Linked DNA regions of Drosophila melanogaster: region 1 is linked to region 2. Evidence: chromatin contacts called from public HiChIP or PLAC-seq data. All regions are on one chromosome and are shown on one strand. Each heading gives the region's core, a stretch centred on a gene start, on an enhancer-like site or on the middle of the called end of the contact. The rest is flanking DNA. Distances are from core to core; before and after follow the strand shown.

Evidence for each region. HiChIP or PLAC-seq counts read pairs in DNA pulled down with a chosen protein or histone mark.
Region 1: a CP190 HiChIP or PLAC-seq map of the Kc167 cell line shows a contact between it and region 2, with 5 times the contacts expected there. The contact joins the promoter of yrt here to the promoter of TBC1D5 in region 2. A contact is called at or near these places in 12 of 107 Hi-C or Micro-C datasets (the D17-c3 cell line, the Kc167 cell line, the S2 cell line and 7 more) and 1 of 6 datasets of contacts at active chromatin or transcription factors (the Kc167 cell line).

What each region holds. Positions count from the first base shown.
Region 1 is chr3R:13,430,958-13,437,622 of dm6, forward strand. It overlaps yrt (yurt), which reads right to left and starts at 4,027. Exons shown (of 10, transcript NM_142034.2): 1 at 3,091-4,027; 2 at 2,350-2,497; 3 at 2,108-2,284; 4 at 908-1,976; 5 at 712-846; 6 at 458-577; 7 at 242-396; 8 at 1-132. The coding sequence starts at 3,315.
Region 2 is chr3R:13,267,137-13,274,183 of dm6, forward strand. It overlaps TBC1D5 (TBC1 domain family member 5), which reads right to left and starts at 4,875. Exons shown (of 6, transcript NM_169499.2): 1 at 3,987-4,875; 2 at 3,833-3,929; 3 at 3,631-3,773; 4 at 3,356-3,498; 5 at 2,942-3,294; 6 at 2,001-2,693. The coding sequence starts at 4,705. The coding sequence ends at 2,184. Su(var)3-7 (Suppressor of variegation 3-7) reads left to right here. Exons shown (of 5, transcript NM_079618.4): 4 at 1-629; 5 at 697-2,902. The coding sequence ends at 1,756.

The sequences.
Region 1 (6,665 bases), core at 2,777-5,276, 160 kb after region 2:
CATCGCTGTGTGCATGGTTGTTGCTGCTGTTTGTGTTGCTCGTGTGCATGTTGCTGCTGTGGGCGGCCGGTACGAACATCTGATTGGTAAGCTTGGCGTTGCCTCCGGCACCCAGCTCCTCCTCAACGCGAGCTGCAGGATTTGTTAATTAATATTTCCTTAGTATTAAGCCAAAGAGAAAATGCTTGCAAAATATGTAGGCGTGCAAGAGCTTTTCAACCAATTAAGTTGGTAAACTCACCCTTTAAAATATTGCACTTGATGTTGCCAGGCGGCAGGGCCGTGGTGTTCACATTGGCCAGTTTCACTTGGTTATTGGGTTTCTCGTTGGCGTTCGAGAGGCGCTTCAGTGTCTCCGTGTTGTGGTCCATGTCGAAGGTCTTGTTGATAGTCACCCTGCCAAAATATCACACTGCCGTCAGTATATTTTTTAATATCTAAACATGGGTTACGCTACCTGATACTGTTAGCATCATTAATGGCTTCGTTTGCTAGCACTGATGGGGATGGATCTTTGACAATGGACTTAAGCAATGAGTCTAGCTCTCTATCTTTATCCGACAAGCCGCTCTTAACACTGCACAATGATGGACACAACACAGAAAGACAGATGAAAAACAAACACAGAAACAGGCGAATTAGTTAATCGGGACGTTAAAGCAATAAATATATATAAGGTACAATGATAGTATAAATACACCAAAGGTTTACCTGAGCTGACCGGAGCTAATGGAAGCCTTGCCAAAGCTGCCGTGGTGGGAGCTCGTTGCATTTCTAAATGGATTGGTTTCATCAAAGTTCTTAGTGGCGTTCGGTGAGTATGGTGGTGTGTAGTCTGGATCCAATCTTAAAAAAAAAGTTACATTTAAAAAGGGAACGGAAAGGTAATTATAGATAAACTTCTTACTTCACAGTCAATCCTGACGCCTTGCCAATAGATCCAATCTTGCTGTACGCCGGATCCTCGTTGCTGAAGTTGGACTTGAGGGAGTTGCGACCCAGCGAAGCAAAGTTGGCTGCTGCCTGGGATGAGGAGCTGATGGAGCCGCTGCAAGCCGCATCCGGTTCAATAATGGCAGAGTTTTGAATGACAGTAAGCACCGAAGGCGAAGGTGTAACAGTGATGAACTGATCCGTGGAAATGAGCGAGTCGAAGGCGTCGTTATTGTTATCGTTGTTAGGAGTCGGTGTCGATACTTGGGAAGATACTAAGGGAGTAGCCGGTGCAGGCGATTGGGATGCGGCTGCGGCAGCCGCAGCGGCAGCAGCTCGAGCATTAACCGAGGCCACAGCCGACACCGCCGCCTCCTGGGAAGCCTTTTGACGTTCGCGCAACAGGTGCGACTGACGGCTAGCAAATCTCTGCGATGGTCGTCTCTCAAATTGGACCGTTCTCCTGGCTCGACTCTGCTGCGTGGTCTGGAACTCGGTGCGACCGGAATACCGGAAGCGAGAGCCCATACGGAAGAAGTTTTGACGGGCGGAGGGGCCTTTGACCGGCGCCCTAAGCCGGAAGAAGGTGTGGTGCTCCACGGCGCACTTCCACAGGTGTTTGCACGCCTTCTCGTTGTACAGCCGGAAGACAAAGGTGTGCTCCTGCTCTCTTCCCTCGTCGTCATCCTCGATCACAATAAGAGTCAATTTCTTTTTCTTGAAATCCAGCTTACTGATCTTGGGCCAGAAGAACAGGCCGATCTTCTGATCGCGTTCGAAAACAAGTATTCCGGTGGGCGTAAGGCCAAGGTGGTATTCGCAGCCATCCTTTCCGAGCACCGTGTGCATGTCAACACCGTACATATCCAGCCACTTGGCCTTGTTCAGGAATGCCGTTTCTGCTTGAGCAGGTGTGAGACCACGGCACGTCTTGTACTCGTCTAGTATGGCTATCTCCAGGTCCTCCGTTTGCTCGGGCACAAAACGGAACTCCGAGACGGTGGCGGCGGAATGCTCCTGATTGTCATAGTCGCCCAGTTCAGCTGTGAGTGAAAAATAAACAATTAGTCAAATAGTTAAGGAAACTCGTGCTATATCGATGAACTCATAAAACTGTTTTTAAAGATGAGTGAATCCGTCAAATTAAATCAATGAAATGAAGAAAAACACCTACACTGCAATGCCAAAGCACAGAGTTCGGTGGCCTTGTCCTCCGGACAGTCGAGTCGCCCCTCGAGAAGATCTTGTTTCAGTTGCAAGAAGAACAGGTAGCGGGTCAGCTCTTCGCGCAGTGTATTGGGTTCCGAAGAGTAAAACTTCACCTTCAGCCGGAACGTGTAGGGCGGCCCAACTGCGGGAAAGGTAAAATAATTAGTATTGTTTGGCCCACGTAATTGGTTTCACACATTAACTCACTTTTGACCTGCTTCTTGATGGGCTTGGTGGGATCTAGCCAGTGCTTGACGTGATTGGCATCCATGAACTGCAGCCCAAAGTAATCCTTCTCGATGATGTCCAGTGCGTAGAATACCTGTTCGTACAAAAAGCTGCCCAATGCCTTTTTCTGCAATCGCAAACAGCAAAGTGGAAAATTAATGCTTCCGACGGGGGGCAGGTGTAAATCAATGCGACCCTGAACTAATCACGTTCGCTTAGCGGGTTAAATTATGTGCTGATCAGCAGCAATTTGCTTATTTTTATCACACGGACTGAGGCAATGCAAGCTGCGGTAGTGTCTTCATTAGGGTGGACCAATAAATGAAATGGTTAAAACGTTTGCTACACAATTGTTTTGGGCTGTTTTGAGAATTCAATACTTCTCTTAGCAGAGTGCATTTAATGGACAATAAATACCCTGACTTACTTCTTAATATAAATAATATTTCTGAGCTCAAATTTAAAATTCGTATAAAGGATAGAGCTAAAGATGATTCGTAAAATTTAAGACATTATTTATTTAGTACGTAATACTGAGCCGCCCTACCAACCACTTTAGCTCTATCTTTATCTCTACCTTGACGGTATTCTCTTATAAGATCCAATCGCTTGTTTGTTTGCCTTCCGAAAATTACTGCCAACGGCAGCAGTTTAAAGGGTGAAAGCCAAAAAATCGAAAATGGGCCAAATGTAATTCGATGTGGGCCCTCCTGTACTCACCGATAATTCGATGGAAAGGTCAGTGTTGTCCAGCAGAATGACGCGGCAGTCGATTTTGTTCTTGTTGACCACGATGCGTTGTGGCTTTATTTGTGAGCTGCCGCCGGAGGTGATGGCACCACCACCCCCAGCCACGCCCACCGCGGAACTAGTTGCCCCGCCGCCCTCTCTCGAATTATCCACATAGTTGTTGCGCACCTTGCGACGGCTTAGAAAACGGAGCATTTTTCTGGATTTTGTTTGGTTTTAAACGTGTGTATGTATGTATTATATATTGCGGGTGGTCGTTATTGTTGTTTTCTATGTGTTGTTTTTATGGAATTGTTGCCAAGGCAGCCGAATGCACCGATAATTCACCTGTGTGCTCACCTCGGCTGGGGAAAAAAGACAGCGCAGACATCAAAAAACCCCTCACACGCACACACGCGCAGCCAACTTGTTCTGGCCAACACACACGTACACTGACTAACCAACACACTTGCAAGCGATAGACGCCCCCGTTTTACTTAAGTTTTCCTTTTAGTTTTTTGTTTTTTTCTTCACTTTTGGTTCGGGGAGCTGAGCTAAAGTTGCTGGCCAAAGTGGGCGCTCCTTTCGGGCGGTTTCTTTACTACGGGTTTTGGCTCGTCGCACCCCCTCCCCCGCGAAAAAATCACTGTTAGCCTGGTTTTTGGTTGGCGAAAAAGAGGAGAGAGAAAAAACAGGCCAGCCAAACACGTTAGTTCCCGCTTCGCGAGGCGACTTTCCGGGTATTCAATCACTTGTTTTCACACTTTATTTTGTTGGCGGTGCTGCATCGTCCGGTCACTATTATGTTTTGTTATTATTTTGGGCTATTTAAGTGCACTTTCGGAATTTTTTTAGGAGTAGAATGTAAGAATGGCCGCAGTAGTTGTTGATCTTATGCGAGCAGTGTGACCAGATGTGGTCACGACAAATATACCAAGTACACAACAAATTGTACATGTCGGTTTTCGGTATTTCTGTGTGACCGTCGAATTCAAATCAGGTGCAGAGCCACGATATTCGTTGAGCTAAGACACGAACCTCCCCGCTTGGCTAGAAAACAGCTAATTCGTCCATTTCAATTTTACTTTCTTAATTTTCCACTTGGTTTTTCATGTAACCTGTATTTTGATAGAAAATATTATAAAAGATCTTACAACAAATGATAATTTCCAAAAATTAAACAAATGGAAGTAAAGATTGATTTCAACAAATTTTCTATACGTTGTGCAGAAAATTCTAATTAATTAAATTTATCCAAACTCATCAAGTATTTTGCTACAGTGTGATTCTTTCAATTCAAAATTGTTCAACGTTATATTTATTAGCTAATACACATGGGATAATTAAATAAATCAGAAGAAGAAAGCACGAATATAAATCGAAATTATGTAGACACAGTAAAAAACAATTCCAGCCATATTTTGCATCAAAAGAGAAGCTACAGACTTGATCATAATATTTTGACTTTTGCCTGTGGACAAGAATCGCACAAAACTTGTTGGCATTTGCGGTCGCGCAATTCTTTAAGTTTAGTACAAGCAACTAAACTAGAAAGAAGTGCACAATAACTGTAAAATAGGAAACACAAGTGGGTTCCGTAGTTGCAGCCGGCATTTGCAAAATCCTTTTTATGGGCAATTTATTCCTTTATTTGTTAGTGGATTTAAGGACGTAACAGTGTCCACTCCCGCACATCCCAACTTCCCTAACTTCCCCAACTTCCGCACCCATTTTCCTCCGATTCACCCTCGATCCCCATTGGTAGTCGTATTTCGAGTTTAAAGGTAAATGGGAGATTTATCGCCGGCGATTTCCGGTCTACATATATGTGTGTGTGTGTGTGCGAGTGTGTGTGTGTAGAGTTGGCGGTGGGTGGGTGTTTTAACATCTTGGCTGCGGGCCCTGTTTATATCGGGGTTTTAGTGGGCCCTCGAGAGGTTCGGCTTTTGGGCCGAGGGCTTTACAACATTTTGCGAGAACTTGAAGCCATTGGGCGCCAATTGCATGATTCATTTTCGCTTATTGGCCATTAATTCTCAATTCGCCCGATTGAGGACGATATATGTAGGTACATATATGTATGTATGCGCATTTACATTTTTATCGAACGCATTAGATATCCATATATGCTGTAATTACACAATTGGCCGTTATAACAAGGCGGATGATTAATTACTGACTAATACCTGAAACCCGATCTGTGGTCGGGCATCGATGGAATCGGAATCGCCCAGCAGCCCCGTATCGCCCATCCATCCATCCATTCATCCATCTATTTAATAACTAGGCAGGCGACGATGCAGGTCTTTAGCCATGGCCAATGTCTTAGGTGCCAGCTGCGGCAACTTGAGCAGCCAGTTCCGTAATTATGACAGGCGGCCAAAGGCCCCGGACCCCCGGCTTCAGTTCTCTGTCCATGGCATCCAGATCCCAGATCCCATATGCCAGATCCCCAGATTCAGGTCCCGTCCCGGCTCGATTTTCTCGGCCGCAGGGGTGTGGCAACAATTAACAAATGGCTTGCGTTGCCATTGCCATTGACCAAAATAGACATGTTTGCAAAGGGTTACATTCATATGTACATATACGCAGCCAAAACGCACAATGCACTCGAACAAATATATCCGAAGGTGCCAACAAATTTTCAAAAACAATTAAATAGGTATTATTAAAATGTTAAGAGTAATCCTAAGAATTAGTATAGTTATAACTGATAAATTCTCCTTAATGTTCAAGAAAATATATATTCTTTTTGTAGATATATCATAAATAAACGAAGTGTTAAATGAAATAATTCGATAAATTGAAAATACTCAAACGGACCTGTTGAAAAGAACAATAATGGGAAAATTGTAGTTTAAATGTCCATATGCTAATTATCTTCTGTTTACTATTAATTTCTTTAAAGTAGATTTATAAATTACGCTCAATAACAGTGTCGTTAGAAGTCTTACCCATTTGGTTCAATAAATTCAGGAAGTGAGTTGTTGCCCGAATTTAGGCCACTTATTTCTCCCTGTACCAAATGTGGCCTTTTGTATTGTCTTAACGATAATGGCAAGTCGTGGGTATGTAATACGAGGTGGGCAAATATTTGCGTCCGTTTGAGTGAGTGTGTGTGTGAGGTGCGGTGGTGCAGAGGTAAGCCAGTGGTGCGATGAGGTGGTGCAGTGAGCAACAAAAGCAGAGGCAAAGGTAAACTATTATATTTATATGGTCGTCTGCGGATGTGGATGCTGCTACTCGTACAGCCCAACTGTCTGCGCACTTATCTGCAGTTGAGTGAAAAATAAATTCCTTTTAATTAAAACCGCAGCACAGCTCGTGATTTAAACGGCTCACGGCTCAGACAGAATCAGCGGAAAAAGCAGAATCCGAATCCGAATCCGAATCCGAATCCCAATCCCAATCCCAATCTGAATGAGAAGCGCTGTGCAAATTTATTGGCTTCCATCCATAAATCAGCGAATGAGCGACCAAGAGGTGAATCCGATTTAATTAAATAGAAAAATGTTTTGTTGTTTACTCGGCTGATGGGCGAGCGCTAACAAACTGCGAAACTGCGA
Region 2 (7,047 bases), core at 3,625-6,124:
CAGGCAAGAAAGACTGCTCGAGCGGACAATAAGCTTTTTGTCAAGCCCATTCCGGCAACCATGAAGGGCAAGGTTATGGTGTGGAAGGGCCGCTTCCCGTGGCTCTCCTACAAAAAGAACGAGCAGCGTGGAAACTATGCTTGGTGCAAGCTGTGCGAAGTGTCTCTCTACCTGCCCTCATCCAAGTGGGCCTCCAAGCACCAGAGGACTTCCCGACACATACGCCTCCGCATTGATCGAAAGCGCAATGGTGGCAACCCTTTGAAAACATCGAACAAAAACTCAGGTGAAATATCCACTGTTGTGGCCACAGCTTCGGCTTTGGCCAGCGCCGAGGCTAGACAGAAAGCGGCTATGGCAGAGCTGCAAGCGAAGTACGACTGGCTGGATCCTGATGCCAATGACGAGAATCACTGTCACTGCCGTGTTTGTGATAGCCGGCTGCCGATCAAGGTATTTTACCTGCGGCAACACGACGCTTCGCGTAAGCACGTCGAAAATAAGGAGCGGCAAAGGGCCAATGCCGCCGCTGCCGCCAATGCACCATCAGTTAGTCCCACTTCCACCGTTGATGCGGAAAGGCAGGAGTCTGGAATGGACAAGGAGAGCGAAAACGATATGAGCGTTCGGTGAGTTTAGAATTCGAAATCCCTTCATTAAGCGTTTCTAATAACCACACTCATTATGGCTACTTAGATCCGATGGCAGCACAGCGGAACCGCTGGCGAAGCGGTCCCGACGCTCAATGGAGGTTCGTCGCATAATACGCGCCCTTCGCGACTCAATGGGCAAGCGACAGGAAGAACGCTCCCAAATGGACATGGCCAGGGACATGATATGCTCGTCGTTTGATATTGTTACACGCTTGCGAACTTTGGAACGGGAGTCGGTCGCACATAACGAGTCTATGGCCCAGGCGCCGCCATCGGTGACAGTGTCACCGATTAAGCCACCGGAGCCACGACATGTAATGGATCTCTTCTTTGACAGCATTTCGCCGACCATGAAGTCCCTGCCGCCGGATTTAGCCGCAGAGGGCAAGTCGAAAATCATGCAGCTCGTTTGTAGCTTGGAGCTTCGAGCCATGCAGAGAAATGCGACAACTCCAACCCCAGCTACAGTTTCTGCTTCCTCGAAATGGCCTTCTTCAACTACGGTGACCCCAGTTAAAACTCCTCCTGCTCCTATTTCAGCTCCCCTTGCTTCTGTCGATGCAGATTTGCATTCCTCGGTTGTCACAACACCGCATGAATACAATAATGGGCAGAACAATAATAACGACAAGGAAACCGTACCGAAAGAGCCAGTTACCGGGGCTTCCTCTGCCCAAGTGACCATCAATGGGAGCGCCAAAGACCTGCCAGAGAATATACGCCGTATCTTAACTTCCAACCAAACGCAAGTGACCAACCGCCTCGAGACGGATTCCGTGCGTTGTGTACCTCTTGACAAACTAACAACACAGAGTCGGACCAACGTGAACGGACGACTCAGTCAAGGTGGCACTTCGGAAGCACCATCCACCCCACAGGCGGACCTTAGCAATGGTAACACGTTGGCCATGATCAGGCAGATACGGGTTAACAATAACAACAGTTCCAAGATCACCGTTACTAATACGCCTCAGATGCAACAGCCGCAGCAGGCACAGGCAAGCATAACGTCCTCGACTCCAATAATGCGTGGTGGTCCCAGCAGCAACGGTTGTCAAATCACAACATTTCGGACAATGGTGAACCATAACCGCAGGCCATAGAGCTCCTAGGAAATATGAATCAAACGTAACTTAAGACTTTATCACTGTCATTATTTAAATTCGACTCAATCAGATATACTTTACGTTAATGATGAATACTTGCAAGCAATTGTTCAAAATTTAGAATACACAAACGATGGAGCTTCTTCCAAGATATCACATAGAACACTACTCCTTCAACGAACTACGAACCTGTTGCTTCCGAAACTTGCATGTTTTGAAGACGATTTGTTTCGAAACCATTCCAATACCCGAAAAATTTTTATTTTTCATGGAGAAAATTACAAACTATGGACTTATTCAAGTCCAAAATATAGTAAACTTTATGTCTTTTAATTATAATCCTTACTAATTCCGGTTTATCCACTTTGTGGCTGCTCTGTTTAAGTCTAAATTCAGTTTCAGTCGTTAGGAGTGGACCTTACGATCAACTCGATTCGTTTCGATGCCGTTGCTGAGGCTCCGCAGCTGGCAATCCGTTTTGCACCACCGCGTTTCCAGGTTTCTCATCGCTCGTTATCGTGGACAGCTCGATTTCACGCAGTTCCCCGAGGAGCCGTCGCATCGAGCTGTGCATAAAGGCGTTCTCAGGCATCTGATAGCCACCAGTCGCAGAGAGAGCAGCCGGTGCGTTAGCGGGAGTGGAGGAAGCCGTTGGCTTTGGCGGTTTGCTGACAGTGTTTAGCTGCTTCTGCTCGTTGGCCTCCAGAGCCTGGTCGATGGGCGCCGATCGCTGGTGCAGCGGGAACATGAATTTAACGTCCAGAAAGCTGCATAGCTCTTCAATCCCGTCCAGTGTCCGACCGAGTTCTTCGCTACCATTCGCCTGCTTTCCCACATGATGGCGCACAGTGCTCAGGTAGCTCTGCAACTTGCTTCGCGCTATCTTGATTACAGTTTGGGCATTCTTCAGCTCCAATCGGAGTAGCTCTGGACTCTGCAAGGGCCAATACAAATATTTCTTAGGAACAGGTCTTTGTAATAAAATCATGAAAGTAAATGTTACGTTATAAATTTTAAAGTATTTAAGAATTGACTCACTAAAACCCTACTTAGAAAATATGTACAAAAGATTGGCTTAGATTTAAGTAGTTTTGTTTTGTTATAATTAAATATAATTTAATAAACGGTTAAATATGGTAACAGAAACACGTATACGACATTCATATATTAAAGCACACTCACATTCTCCAAGTATCCATCCATTGCAACTCGATGGGTATCTTGCAATTTGGCCAGAGCAGAAGAATCCGCCGCATTGCGCTCCTGCATGAAGGTGATCTGCCGATCGATCTGGCTACCACTAGTGGCCATCGAAGAGTTTTCTGAATTGGTGCGCGGGCGTTGTCCCGCAGGAGGGGGCACATCCTTGTCCGCGGAACTGTTGGCAAAGGACACACACGTGAAGGCGTTTGGCGGATACTCAAACTGCTTGGGATTGAGCATGAATAGGGCATGTCTCAGCACCAGATGGACATCAACATTGTTTGGGTAGCGCATTAGATATGTCAACGATGTGGTGTAGTCACTAAGAAGCACTGATATCGACATTAGTTAGGCCATTATTTAGGAACTAAGGCACCAGGCGGGAGTACCCACGTTTATCACGGATGTGCACCAACATTGCCACTAGAATGTAGTTGGGCAGGTCGAAGCGGTCGCTATCTGCGAAGATGGCATCCCAGAGTAGCAACAGGTCCAGCAGCATAAACTCCCGTCCAAAGAGAAGTCTTAGCCATCGACTATAATAAGGAAATATATAATTTGATTAATTTCAATATTCATTTTTAAGATATCTTTATATTGTTTGTGGAATTCCCTTATCGAAAAGCATTACTAGTAACTAAAACCCCCCATTTTCATTGCCAACTCACATGCCGAATATGTGCAGTGGGATTTCCATCTTTTGGAGATAGTGGTGCAAGTGCTGGTCCTGCTTGGCGAGTATTTTGTCCCGTATGAAGTTCAGCTGGCCGATAACCTCCGCCTCGGTCGACGTCTCATTGTCCCCGGGGCTCTGAAAGAGGAATGGGTAGCGATAAGGGCTGCTTGCTGCACCCGCAAACTGCGACGCACCTCGGCTCGCTGTTCGATGTGGCCACCGGGTGTGGAGACCAGATTCGAGACGCGATAGTACGACTCCACGGAGGCCATGAGGCGGGAGAACAAAGAGCTGCGAGGAGCGCATTGATTTAAGATAAAAAGATTTCATGTTACTTGAACTACGTACTAGGTATCCGCTTCCAGATAGGCGGGATCCAGCACGTCCAGCAGTGTGGGATTAATATCCGTTTTGGCCAGTTCGCTGAAGTGAAGCAGGGACTGGTGATCGCTGTAGACAACGAATATAATGGGAGCCAGGATCTCGTGCATGCCCTGCCGGTAGCACATATACGGATGCTCCCTGGCGTAGTAGAACAGTATGTTGACCATTGCATTCTGCACCAATGGCTTACGGAAGAAGTCCACACCCGGGAAAGTGCGCACCACATCCTGCCGGATGACGGCGAATAGGTCCTGGTCGCTAAAGTACTGATTCCACACGCTTTGCGTCGACTGCGACAGCGGATCATCGTTGCAGTCCACGGCCAGTTGGTGCGGATTGCGGACGTAGTCTGCCCGGAACTTGTCGTACCTAACTCGCTGCTGAAGTCGCTGGCTAGTCCAACTGCGGTGCTCCGACGTCAGGACGCGCAGTAGGAGGGCCCAGTGAACGCTGCGGAATTTGGACATCTTGAGATCGCCGGCAAATGCCGACTGCCGGAGACTTTCCGGGTCCGCATCGAGGTTTTCAAGCAGCACCTGCCACTCCTGACGGTAGCGCTCCACGGAGTTCATGGCTCCCGCCTCTGGTATCACCCGAATTGCACCGTTTCCCGGAAGGTGCTCCAAACTTTCCCTTGCCGACGATCCGTTCAGTGTGATGGCTTCTATTCCCCAAACAGTCATCGCTCGTCGCTGGCTAGAAACTAAGTGCAGGCGGTTATCCGCTCCGCAGCCATGTCAACACTGAATTCCGGACGATGAAGGAGGTGATTCCAAATTAAATAATACACAATGGGTTCTCCAAAGAAAGCGGATTGAATCCCAATCCCAAGATAGCAGTGCACCAGTGTGACCGTTGAGTCCCGATTAGAATATACCGCACAGTCTCGCGCTAATATACTAGAACCAATGTTAGCCCTATAAAATATCGAAAATAACGGATTTTCAATATTTAATTTATTCAAATTTTGAATTACATGGTCTAACGTTTTTCGTTAAATCAATTACAAAATATATATTCTTGGCTATTAAATTAAATTGCATTAAATTTTGCATAACACAGATCGTAAAATATTTAATGTTATTCAATTTTAAAAGAAAATCAGTTTGCATTTAAAGATTTAAGACACCAATTATTAAACAACCAAGGATTTAAAAAGACCAAACCTTTTTTTCATAATTTTCATTCGATTTCAAAATTTTTATTGTAAGCTCGTATCAATTAGTTGAGACCTAGCCAGAGCGCTATAATATGAAATCAATGTGAACACATCATTAATAAAAATTTGCGCCGACTCCTTGAATCAAAAATGTAGCTCTGAGTATTTCTAGAGATTTAATAAATGAATGTGCAACCACCAGTCAACAATAAAATTGTTTATACACTCAAGCCTCATAAGCTCCAGCTTCCAAGTTCCAAAACACTCTGCTCTCTGGCCACAAATGATGGTTCCAGCTAAAGAAAATTGAATCGGCTCTAGTTTGCCAATCCGCTTCTAATGAGCACAAAATGTATATGAATCCATTAGAGAAAAAAATCCAATAAAAGTTATTGGCTTTAAGTTCGCATCTACTTACGCGTTCTGCTTCACGTATGTAGTGTTTATCAAATCTCTCTATTGAGGTCAATGCTTGTCGCTATAATATGCAACAATTAATTCATGATAATGCCAAATAGTCGGCAGCGAAGCGGATCCAACCAGGAAATAGAAGACAATAACGAAATGCGAAGATTTCGGATCGGATCGGTTTTTTTTTTCTTCGACTGGCAGAAGTTTGGCCCCTCTTGCCATGCCAAATATTGCTAATAAACCATCAAAATCTCTGCTAATGTCCCTAAGTTTTCTAATATTGATTGTGTGCCGGTGCCATGACATGACGGTCAATGTCGTTTTTTGATCTAGTCTTGAGTCTTGAGCAATTTTTCTAATCTCTTTTCGGGGGCTTGAACTTGAACGATCGGTTGGCTTTGACCCAATGACTGAATGTCGAATGTCTGCGGTGGGTGGATGGTAGGATGGTGGATGGATGGGTTGGCTTGGCTTGGTGGGTGACTGGGTGGTTCGGTTGGTCGGTGGTCAAGCGAGTGTGTCCAGGGTAACAATTATGGCTTCAAGTACTTCGCTGAGATTTATGGGTTGCATACTCTTCACTCACGAAAACATAAATTTGGAAAATGGTATGGTACATAAATGCATTGCCCGACTGCATGCTAATCATTGCCACATTGTTGCAGAAGCGATTAAAACAATAAAGAGCAGTCTTTATAGTGCATTTGCATTAAATCCGAGCGCCTCATAAACGCATAAGCATAGGCAGTCGCACGTATGCGTCACATTGGCTTCGATTTATAATTTCTCGGTCAAAGTCAATGTCAATGCAAATGGCAAAAAACCAGCAAGACACCGCCGCATTCGCATTAATAACAATAATCAGTCAATGGGGCTATCTGGCTATTTGGCTTTAACCCCCCACCACTGCCCCTCCATCCAACGAAAAGCTCACGAAAACGGTCGAAATGCGAACGAGTTTTGGCCGCTTATCAATAGCTTTTGCCTTTGGCCTGAGAACTCGTTTGACTTTGGGCCCTGTTACAATTTGCGTTTGCCTGCTTAGCATTTTGTATTTCCTGATGTTTAATCAGTCAGCTGAAGATGCTTAAGTCGGAGTCGCGACGGCAAAACCATTTCGGGGTTCACTTTTTCACTGCTCTAGTCGAAGAGGTGCCATGATTTCTATGCAGCCTTTACCTGTATATCATTCAATAACTTCATTCTTAAAATGTCTTTCTTTTTATTTGACTTTGAACTTAAATGAACAACATTTTTAAATGAACTATATATCTGGCTCAAAGTGAAAAGTGAAATACTTCAGTTTGCATATAGAAACCCATTAACCTTTAGTTCAAATTTTATGAGCTCTTTTATTTTTTAGATATTTATGTATAAGATATAAAATTCATTAAAGAATATCCGACACTTTGGTGAATTACTTCTAAAGATTTGGTCTTCATCGAAAGCTAAGAT